Regions from separate parts of the Mus musculus genome. Here regions 1 and 3 are each linked to region 2. A link is a contact called in public HiChIP or PLAC-seq data. All regions are on one chromosome and are shown on one strand. The core of a region is the stretch at or near the end of the contact, and the rest is flanking DNA. Distances in the headings are between cores, read along the strand shown. Region 1 holds the start of Lrp6 (low density lipoprotein receptor-related protein 6). Region 2 holds the start of Etv6 (ets variant 6). Region 3 has its middle 13 kb from the start of Gm38910.

Evidence for each region. HiChIP or PLAC-seq counts read pairs in DNA pulled down with a chosen protein or histone mark.
Region 1: a contact with region 2 is called in an H3K27ac HiChIP or PLAC-seq map of extraembryonic endoderm stem cells. The contact joins the promoter of Lrp6 here to the promoter of Etv6 in region 2. A contact is called at or near these places in 14 of 39 promoter capture datasets (the 3T3-L1 cell line, 3T3-L1-derived adipocytes, the C10 cell line and 8 more), 13 of 484 Hi-C or Micro-C datasets (CD4 T cells, adipose-derived mesenchymal stem cells, cardiomyocytes and 8 more), 17 of 115 datasets of contacts at active chromatin or transcription factors (the SCID.adh cell line, astrocytes, bone marrow-derived dendritic cells and 12 more) and 2 of 9 other capture datasets (adipose tissue and liver).
Region 3: an H3K4me3 HiChIP or PLAC-seq map of bone marrow-derived macrophages shows a contact between it and region 2, with 2.9 times the contacts expected there. The contact joins the enhancer-like site here to the promoter of Etv6 in region 2. A contact is called at or near these places in 8 of 39 promoter capture datasets (the 3T3-L1 cell line, the HPC-7 cell line, cranial neural crest and 4 more), 1 of 484 Hi-C or Micro-C datasets (uterus) and 11 of 115 datasets of contacts at active chromatin or transcription factors (the 230-238 cell line, acute myeloid leukemia, astrocytes and 7 more).

Annotation. Positions count from the first base shown.
Region 1 is chr6:134,565,326-134,568,349 of GRCm38.p6, forward strand. It overlaps Lrp6 (low density lipoprotein receptor-related protein 6), which reads right to left and starts at 1,588. Exons shown (of 23, transcript NM_008514.4): 1 at 1,318-1,588. The coding sequence starts at 1,372.
Region 2 is chr6:134,034,043-134,036,960 of GRCm38.p6, forward strand. Etv6 (ets variant 6) reads left to right here and starts at 1,658. Exons shown (of 8, transcript NM_007961.4): 1 at 1,658-2,096. The coding sequence starts at 2,064. Gm46977 reads right to left here and starts at 1,270. Exons shown (of 4, transcript XR_001785383.2): 1 at 1,000-1,270.
Region 3 is chr6:134,593,672-134,596,517 of GRCm38.p6, forward strand. No RefSeq gene overlaps it. Among named protein-coding and RNA genes, the nearest start is that of Gm38910, 13 kb to the right of the region's middle. Within about 2 kb of position 1,365, at least 42 of the 459 cell types and tissues checked have an H3K27ac peak or open chromatin away from gene starts, as enhancers often do. A contact at or near this core is called in the HPC-7 cell line, acute myeloid leukemia and bone marrow-derived macrophages, where this site is marked.

The sequences.
Region 1 (3,024 bases), core at 338-2,837, 530 kb after region 2:
ACTATAACAAAATAAACACTTGATTATTAAATCTCTTGAGTAATAACATTGAGTTCTCTGCCATGGAAATTAAAACAGCAATTATCTTTCTGGTATTTGCAAAAAGGACTAGACAATTCGGGATACGCTTATTTTTAGAAAATGGTGGGGGGGTTTTAAGGCAAATAGTCTTATTCAAATACACACATGCATAGATGATAGGCTGTCCCATTTACATCATAAGATTGTTAGTTACTATCCTACTTTGCAAACTTCCATACTTCTGACGGACTTAAACGTTGAGCTTGTTAAATTAATAACTAAGAATCCCAGAGAGGTCCCATTAACTGGCACAGGTAAGTTAACAAAAGCGAACAACAAGATACGGCGTCAAACAGCACCTCAATTCTTGCACAGGCAACACTCTCCATGGCACCAGCCCCCATCGCTCATCAACTGAAGACCAGTCGACAAGGTTTCCATTGCAAACTGTCACACAACAAAAAGTCAGGACGTACGTCTCAGCCTCACAGTCCAAATTCAAAACACCACAGAGCCACTACGTTTAAGCGATTCCCATAGCAAATTACCCAGGGCATTCTCTGTTATTTACTAAAGTGCCAAGCAGTTCCCAGGGGTGCCCAGCAAATGATAATTTAGTTCCCAGGATAGGCTCCTCGCCACACAAGGATGACTTCCCTACTTGGTGCCAACTGTACACTTGCACACTCCGCAAACAGGGGGCGAGTCCTGAATACCAGGGGTTACGAGGGCAACGTTTGTGTTTTTATTATGGGCTCAGATGATCCCGAATGCTGAAAAGCGCGACCTATCACCCTAGAGTCAATTTCCAACTGTGCTCTCACCCAGGACCATTCTATCCCCGCGGAAGACAATTATTAGTTGTAACAAGGCCTAGAGAGGGGAGAAGGAAAAAAAAAATAGTGGGGTTTAAAGAAGAAGAAAAAAGTTCACCTAAGAGACACGGGAAAGGTGAGCTCAGGCTTCGAGGGAGAGGGAGGTCAACACCAATGGTGCTGAAAGCGCAACTACAAAAGCCCCTTTCTGCCCCGAGTGCAGGCGAGCCGGGCACCGTCAGTCATTCCGATGGAGTGCGGGGGGCCAGGGGTCCCCCCGAGGCCCGCAGCTTTGTCCGGCGGCGCCGCGGGGCCGGCCAGGGGTGTGCGCGGCGGCCGGGCGCGGCCCCCGACCGCGGGCCCCTTCCTCGCGCGGCTCCCCAGCGCCAGGCCTCTGTCCCCGCCGCTGTCCCCGCCACCTCCCCTCCCCCTCCCGGGACCCCGGCAACTTTTCCCCCGGCCTCGCCTCGCTTCGCCTCACCTCTCAGCAGCACGCAGAAGCTGCAGGCCAGGAGGCTCCTCAGCACGGCCCCCATCTTCCCCCCACCACCGCGCGCGCTCGCGGCCCTCACCGGCGCCCGGCGGCCAGGGGACGCGCGGGCGAGGAGCCGGGGCGGCCGCCGCAGCGGCGGGTCTGCACGCTCATGCTTTCCGCGGCCGCGAGAAGAAAGAAAAGGGCGCACGTCAGGGCTCTAGCGCGCCGCTCCGGCCCGGGCTCGCGCGACGCCAGCGCCTGCCCCCATGCCGCCGCCTCCTCCCGCGGCGCCCCACGTCCCCCGCGCGGCGCCTCATTCAGCCTCTTCCTCTCGCAGCGGCGCAGGGATCCGCCGCGGGGCCGCCGCCGTCTCCCTGCGCGCCCGACTCCCCCCACCCCCGTCCTCAGCGCGCCGCGGCCGGACCCCGGGAGCCGCGACCGCCGCGCGCGCCGACTCCCCGGAGAGCCCCCGCGGGTTGAGCCTCGCGAGCCCCCGCACGCTGCGGGGATAAGGTCTTCCCGAGGCGCATTCCGATGGGATTCTTTCCCCGGGCGGCGGAGGGCGTGAGGCGACGTCGGCCGACACTGGGGCCGGCGTGGTCGGGACTACTTTCTGCGTCCCGGCCCGTCGCCGCCCGCGCCGCTCTTTGTGCGCCCGGCCGCCGAGCCAGGTGGAGCTGCGGACCCCGGGGCTGCCCCGGGACGTAGGAAAATCAAAGTGCCATTGCGGCTTACGCTTTCCCGAAGCGGCGGGCCAGGGGAACGGTGTGCAGAAGCCAACGCGGAGCACATCGCTAGTGGACTGGGTTGAGAATCCTCATCATAGGAAGTAAAATAAACCAGACTCGGACTTTAAAAAAAAAAAAAAGTATGTTTTTCTCCTAGTGTGGAGCCTGCTTTACATATACACATAAAGTCACACACATGGGGAAAAGACAAAGATTGTGGGATTGTATACACATAAGTAAACCTTACTCAGACAAGTTTCCCTCATATGTGGATCTAGGGGTGTGTGTGTGTGTGTGTGTGTGTGTGTGTAGAAATGCCTTTATATATGAGTTAACACATAGATGATAAGAAAATAAAAGTATGACTATCTGGGAAAAAGAGTGAAGCTAATGTTGGGGGAAGAGGCACACACATGTTAAAAGAAAATTATGTGCTTGAATCTTATCCATCATTACATACAATAAATATAAACTAAGAAAAAAATTAAAGAAAAAAAACAATAGTTTTTTGTTTGTTTGTTTATTGCCTTCCAAGAAATACAGACCTTTTTTTGTGAACTAAGCTGACAAGGACTAAAGCTTTCTAAACTGAGAGAGAAAATCCTTAGTAGCTAACAGCAAAGAGAAAATAAAACATGTCTTTTCAGGGGGAGGGGTTACAGGTCTGAGAGAAAAAAAGGAGCCCCCAAAACAACCTCTACCACTACATGTGCAGTGGGCATTTCCAAGTAATAGCCCAAATGCCCTCTGCAGTCAACTGGCCAGCTTCAGCCTAGGCCAGCCAGCTCCAAACGTTAACCATCAGCTGTGTCCTGTCCAGCCATCACACACCCTTTCTGCAGGCGAATGGGCAAAGGGCTCACCTAGGGCTTGCAAGCAATTTATCAGATGGGCCACTCAGAACTAACCTGAGATGAGACTGGCTTTGCTGTGATTCTCTTGGCACACATGAAGAATTTGAGACACTCGGTGACTTATCCAAGGC
Region 2 (2,918 bases), core at 408-2,907:
CCTTTAATCTCAGCACTGGGAGGCAGATAGACCAGGCTTCAAGGCTAGTCTCATCCACATTGTCAGACCCTGTCTCAAAACAAACACAACCACAGGAACACAACGAAAATTCCCAGTAAGAAACAACAGCAAAAAAGCTTCAAGAACACGGGAGCAAAGGTAGGTACTCGTGAGAGATAAGAATGGGTAAATGCAGTCCGGTTGGGACCTAGCATAAACAAGACTAAGTTCTTTTGGTGAATATGGCTACTAGATGACAAAACGGGTTGTGGTACCTTGGAGGTTCCCTCCAAGAACATTACTGTTATCAGCAACGGGGTGCGTTCCCAGCCTGACTCTTGGAAAATTTCATTTAGAGTGTCCTAATATGAGTATGTATGAACAGAAGTTCTGTTTATGAAAGTCTGAGCACGTTTTTACGACGCTGAAAAGTGTGCAGGAAATAAATAAATACATAAGAAAGATCAGAGGCAGAACTAGTTCCAGGCCAGCCTGAAAGAGTTCCAGGACAGTCAGGGTTACATTGAGAGATTTTACTTCAAAACAATACTGCTTCCTCCCACCCCCACGCCTCCTTCCCAAGAAACTACAGAGGTGGGAATACAGAGGTGAGTCTGGGAAACCCTCAGCAGGGAAGATGAGTATAATGCATTCATACACGCATACATTTGTGTTTATTTTACCGTCAAAGCACAAAATGGAAGTGCATCAAGCTCTTCGTTATATATCCACATATTAAACCTGTATAGACTAGAGGGTTAGAATTTAAACACCATCTTCTGCGGTGGGCATTTTAAGAGATTATAAATAGCAATAAAAATAGAGTGATCGGAACGCTGGTGCTCAAGGCTAGCGCCTCAGCCCCAGGATTCTGGCAGCCCCTCCTCTGCAGGACCCCGGGCTGTCCCCTCCGCCAATGACCGAGCCCGAGGAGCGGCCCAGGGGAGGGCTAAGATCTGCTGGAACGCGCCCTGTCAACTTTGTAGTCCAGTCACCTACGTCGGTTGGTAGCGGCCGCTGTGGCTTTAAATGGCCGGGGGATTTCGAATCGGGGAAGGCGGGAGGTCAGGCCGTGGGGCGCCCCCGTCGCGGGGAGCACCCCCGCTCGCCGCGTCCCTGCGCCGGAGCGCGACCGCGCGGCTTTGTCTCCAGCGTCGCGCCCTGCACTTCCCCGTGCGCAGCCTGTAACCCGAGCTCCCATTTCCTGGTGGATTCTCTTAAAGCGGCCGCGGTCGCCGCGCAGAACAAAGGCCATTGTCTCGCTTCCTCCTGCGGCGCCGCGTCCTTCCCGGAAAGCCCCTTCCTAGACTGCGGTCCCCAGGCTGCATTTGCGCCTCTGGGAGTGCACAGAAAAGCCCCTACTGTGCGTGGCCCAGGTCCTCCTGAGGCGCAGCCAGGGGAGTCGGGAGAGAGATGAACCAGGCTTGCTGGTCCTTGGGCCACGCTGCAAGGTTCCCCAAAGGCGTCCTCCGCCTCGGGGCGGCCCAGTGGGCATCCCGCGCCCCTCCCCCGCACGCCTTTTGATTTCTCCGCGGCCCGCGGTAACCCGAGCTTTTATTTCCTGGTGGCTCCTTTAAGAGGCAGAGCCGGGTGCTGGGAATTCACGTCAGTTTCTGCCCTGAAACTCTCAAGATCAATGAGCAGAGAGCTTTCTCAGTTCTGCCTTTCAGTTTCTCTCTTCCAGGAAGGAAAACATTCGAGAAAGAGAGAGGGAGGGAGGGAGCGAGGGAGCGAGAGAGCGAGCGAGCGAGCGCCGCGGGAGGGCGGGCGCGCCGGCCGCGGGTGGGAGGAGACACGCCAGGCCGGCCTGCTGCGCCCGGGTCGCCGCGCCGCGACCCGCACACCCCACGCCGTGCTCGCCGGCTCCTACGCCCCCGCACCTCGCGCCCAATCCGCGCGTTGAGAAGAGCCCCCCCTCCCCCTCGGGCGGCCGCCGCCAGCGATGCTGCAAGAAACTTCTTAAACGACCGCATCCCGCTGCCCCGCCGAGCGTTTCTGGGTTGGGGAGAGGAAAGGAAAGTGGAAAAAAACTGAGAACTTCCTGATCCCTTTCGCTGTGAGACATGTCTGAGACTCCTGCTCAGTCTAGCATTAAGGTAACGATCGGATTCCCCTCCTTCCTCCGCTGGGCGATCGGAACCCCCTTACCCCGGGGCTGCTGGTGCAGTTGCTAGGCTGGCGGGGAATTATTTGGGGCGCGAGGGAAAAGGAGATGCAGCTCGCGGCCGCGCTGTACCCTTTAGTGTAACCTTGCTGCACCCCTCTCCGCCGAGATCCTCTTGGGCTCCTGCCTCCCCCCCCCACTCCCTTTCTTTCTTTCCTTTTTTTAATAGTATAGAATAGAGTTTATTTAGGGCAAGGGGAGGGGAGTCAAGAGGGTAGTTGTGGCAGAAAAAAGCAGAGAGAGGGAGAGAGTAGAGAAGTAGAGGCAGGCCATGAACACGTGGAGAGAGAGGGAAGGGAATAGGGAAGGTAGGGGGAAGGTAATAGCCCAAGAGGACAAGAGAGAAAGAGAGCCCCACTCCCTTTCTTTTTGACAATGTAATGCCGCTCTCAATTGGTAGGAGGAACCCGGGTTGTCTTCAGATCTGTAGAGCACCTCCGTAATTAGTGCGCTTAAAAATAAGAAAGGAAAAAGAAAAACCCTTTCTCTTTATTCCTACGCATAACGTGAGACTGAATTGTAACTTTTGTTCCCAAGGGGTGGTCTCTAGGGAAAAAGTTCTAGGGGCTCCACTAGGATGCTCTCTCTCTCTCTCTCTCTCTCTCTCTCTCTCTCTCTCTTTACGCCCCTCCTCCCCCCCCCCCCCCCGTTCTATCACACAAGAATTTTACCCTCTCTTCTCTTCTGATTGTGATTGCAAGTCCTAAGACAGTCTTGGTGTCAGCTTTTCCTGGGCATTGCACAATGAAAAAAA
Region 3 (2,846 bases), core at 115-2,614, 560 kb after region 2:
AGAGGTAGGAAGACCCACGTTAGCTGGTTAGCTGTGGGAGGCACCATTCCCGGTGGGCTAAGGCTTGTGGGGAGTCTTGTCCCAGCACAGACTATCTCAAAACCAAAGAAACAAAATCAAGAAAGAAAAAAAATGGGTTTTACAGCAGTACTCCCTGCACTTGGGAGGTGGAGGCAGGCATCAAGAGTTCAAACGCATCCTCAGCTGCATAGCAGTTTCTAATCCAGCCTGGGCTACGTGCGCCCCTGCTTCAAACAAAACAAAAACCCATGTTTTTTGTTTTGTTTTTTAAGAGGGCTCAGGTTAAGTTTTTGTGCTTGCCTACAACGTGTGAGGTCTTTAGTTCAACTGCCAGGACTGTCGTTTTTTAAACTGCTAATTGGGCTAGGTGTGGTGGAGCACACGATAATCTCAGCACTAGGGCAGCAAACGCTGGAGGATCGTGGGTTCGTGGCCAATGTTTACATAGGAAGACCCCGTCTAAAACAATAACAGAAAATAAAGCAACACCGGATTAAGCACTGCTCTGTGAATATTAAAAAGCATCAGAGGGCTGGGGAGATGGCTCAGCAGTTAAGAGCACTGACTGCTCTTCAGAAGGTCCTGAGTTCAAATCCCAGCAACCACATGGTGGCTCATAACCATCTGTAACGAGATCTGACACCCTCTTCTCGTGTGTCTGAAGACAGCTACAGTGTACTGAAATATAATAATAAATAAATCTTTAAAAAAAATAAAAAATAAAAAGCATCAGAGCCCGGCAGTGGTGGCGCACGCCTTTAATCCCAGCACTTGGGAGGCAGAGGCAGAGGCAGGCAGGTTTCTGGGGTTTCTGAGTTCGAGGCCAGCCTGGTCTACAGAGTGAGTTCCAGGACAGCCAGGGCTATACAGAGAAACCCTGTCCCGAAAAACCAAAAAAAAAAAAAAAAAAAAAAAGAGGTGGGAATGATATCCACCGTTAAAGATTCCGTACTTGCCACCTAGACTGACAACCTGGGTTCGATCCCGGGACTCACACTGTGGGAGGAGAGACTCGGCTCTGTGTTAACTTCCCTGTAAGGGCACAGGGGTTGAGGGGAGCTTTACTGATTGCTTCACGTCTACTTGAAGCACTAAAGGGTTCCCAGAACCTTAGATCCCAAGCAAAAGAGGAATAGAGTCAGGTAGCCACTGGAGGAAGACCACCAAGCCGCAGACGACCAGCCCACCAGAAGCCAGTAGAATAATCTGCTCGCTCACGTTCTCTGACCTCTGTCCGCTCTCCTCCTGGCAAGTCCGGTGAGCCAAAGTGTACAGGAAGCCGGAGGGGAAAGGAAGGAAGTCATCCATGCACTGTGTAAAGGGGTGGCTTCCTGGGGCACAGAGCCAAGACAAGAGGACAGTATACCGAAGAGGCAAGGCAGCAAACGTCTGGCTCACTCGTGACTTGGCCCTCTGCTTCCAAGTTACTTCCTCTAAAAACCTTTTCACCCGTGGACCCTAGGGCAGGCACAAAGTAACTTGCAAACAGAAGGGTTTTGTTTTTCATTTGTCTCCGTCTTCTGAGTATGGGAACTACAGATGTGAGCCGCCATGAGGTATTGAAGATCGAAACTAGGGAACTGTGCAAGCTAGGCAACCTCCCCAAGCTGTTTTGATTGATTGGACAGATGGATGGATGGATGGAGACAAGGACTGATTATGTATCTTGATAAGATCTCCCCCAAGTCCCCCTTCCTAGTCTCTCTCAGGCACAACTCAACACATCCCCCCCCTCCTCTTCCTGGAACCCACTGAGTCCAGGTAGCACTGCCCACTGGAATATTGATGAACTGTGTTATCTTGGTCTCCTGTAGGTGACCACAGCTGTTGAGAGCTGAAGAGTGTAGCAGTTGTGTCCAGAAGTCAGCATTTTGCCACACTCCTTCCCACCTTCTTCCTGCCTCTTCTCTCATTGTGTCGCTTAAGCACTGGTAGGGTTGATACAGGTGTCCTGTTTAGTGCTCAGCTCTCTGGTTGTGGGTTCTCCCACAGAGTCTAGGACCTCCGAAGCCATGGGCTAAGGACCAGGTCTATGGTACTAGGCATGAATTCCCTCCGGTGGAATGGGCCGCAAACCCAATGAGAAAACAGTTGTTAGCCCCACCAACAGCTACATCTTTGGTGGCAGGCTGGTATTGTAGTATGCAGGTGAGACTACTGAGGCTTTTTCTCCCACCCTCCCCCACCCCCATGGTCTGCACAGCATCCTTGGTGCTATGAAAGCTAGCTAACCAGGAGGAATTAAGTTCCCTGGTCAGCTCTGGCTTGATTTTCTCTATGACCCACAAAGGAGTATGTAGTGCCTTCAGCAGTCTGGTACTACCATCTAGTTATGGTGAGCAGCCATAAGTAAAGGGAGTATGCTGTTTCCCTGTGCAATAACTCACAGGAAGAGAGCCCACACATGGCATCCTTCATCAAACCTTGTCGTCTTGGGGAAACATGGTCTACCCACTTAAGGAACCTATGTTCAAACTCCTTTTATTTTTCTTAACTCTATTTTTTGATTAGGTTACAAAGTGGCATGTTTCTAAAAGGTATATATATATATATATATATATCCTTAGTTTGGATGAACCCATCTCCCATCTCTTTGTCTTCCCCTGTTTGTCTTACTTTTCTGTTGCTGTGAAGAGAGACCATGACCAAGCAAACGTATAAAAGAAAGCACTTTAATGGGGCTCCAGAGAATCTGATGTCCTTCTTTGGCCTCCACAGTTCTACAGCCACCTGTACACGTGCACACACACACACACACACACACACACACAATTTTAAAAATTAGAGGCGCTGGGCGGTGGTGGCGCACGCCTTTAATCCCAGCA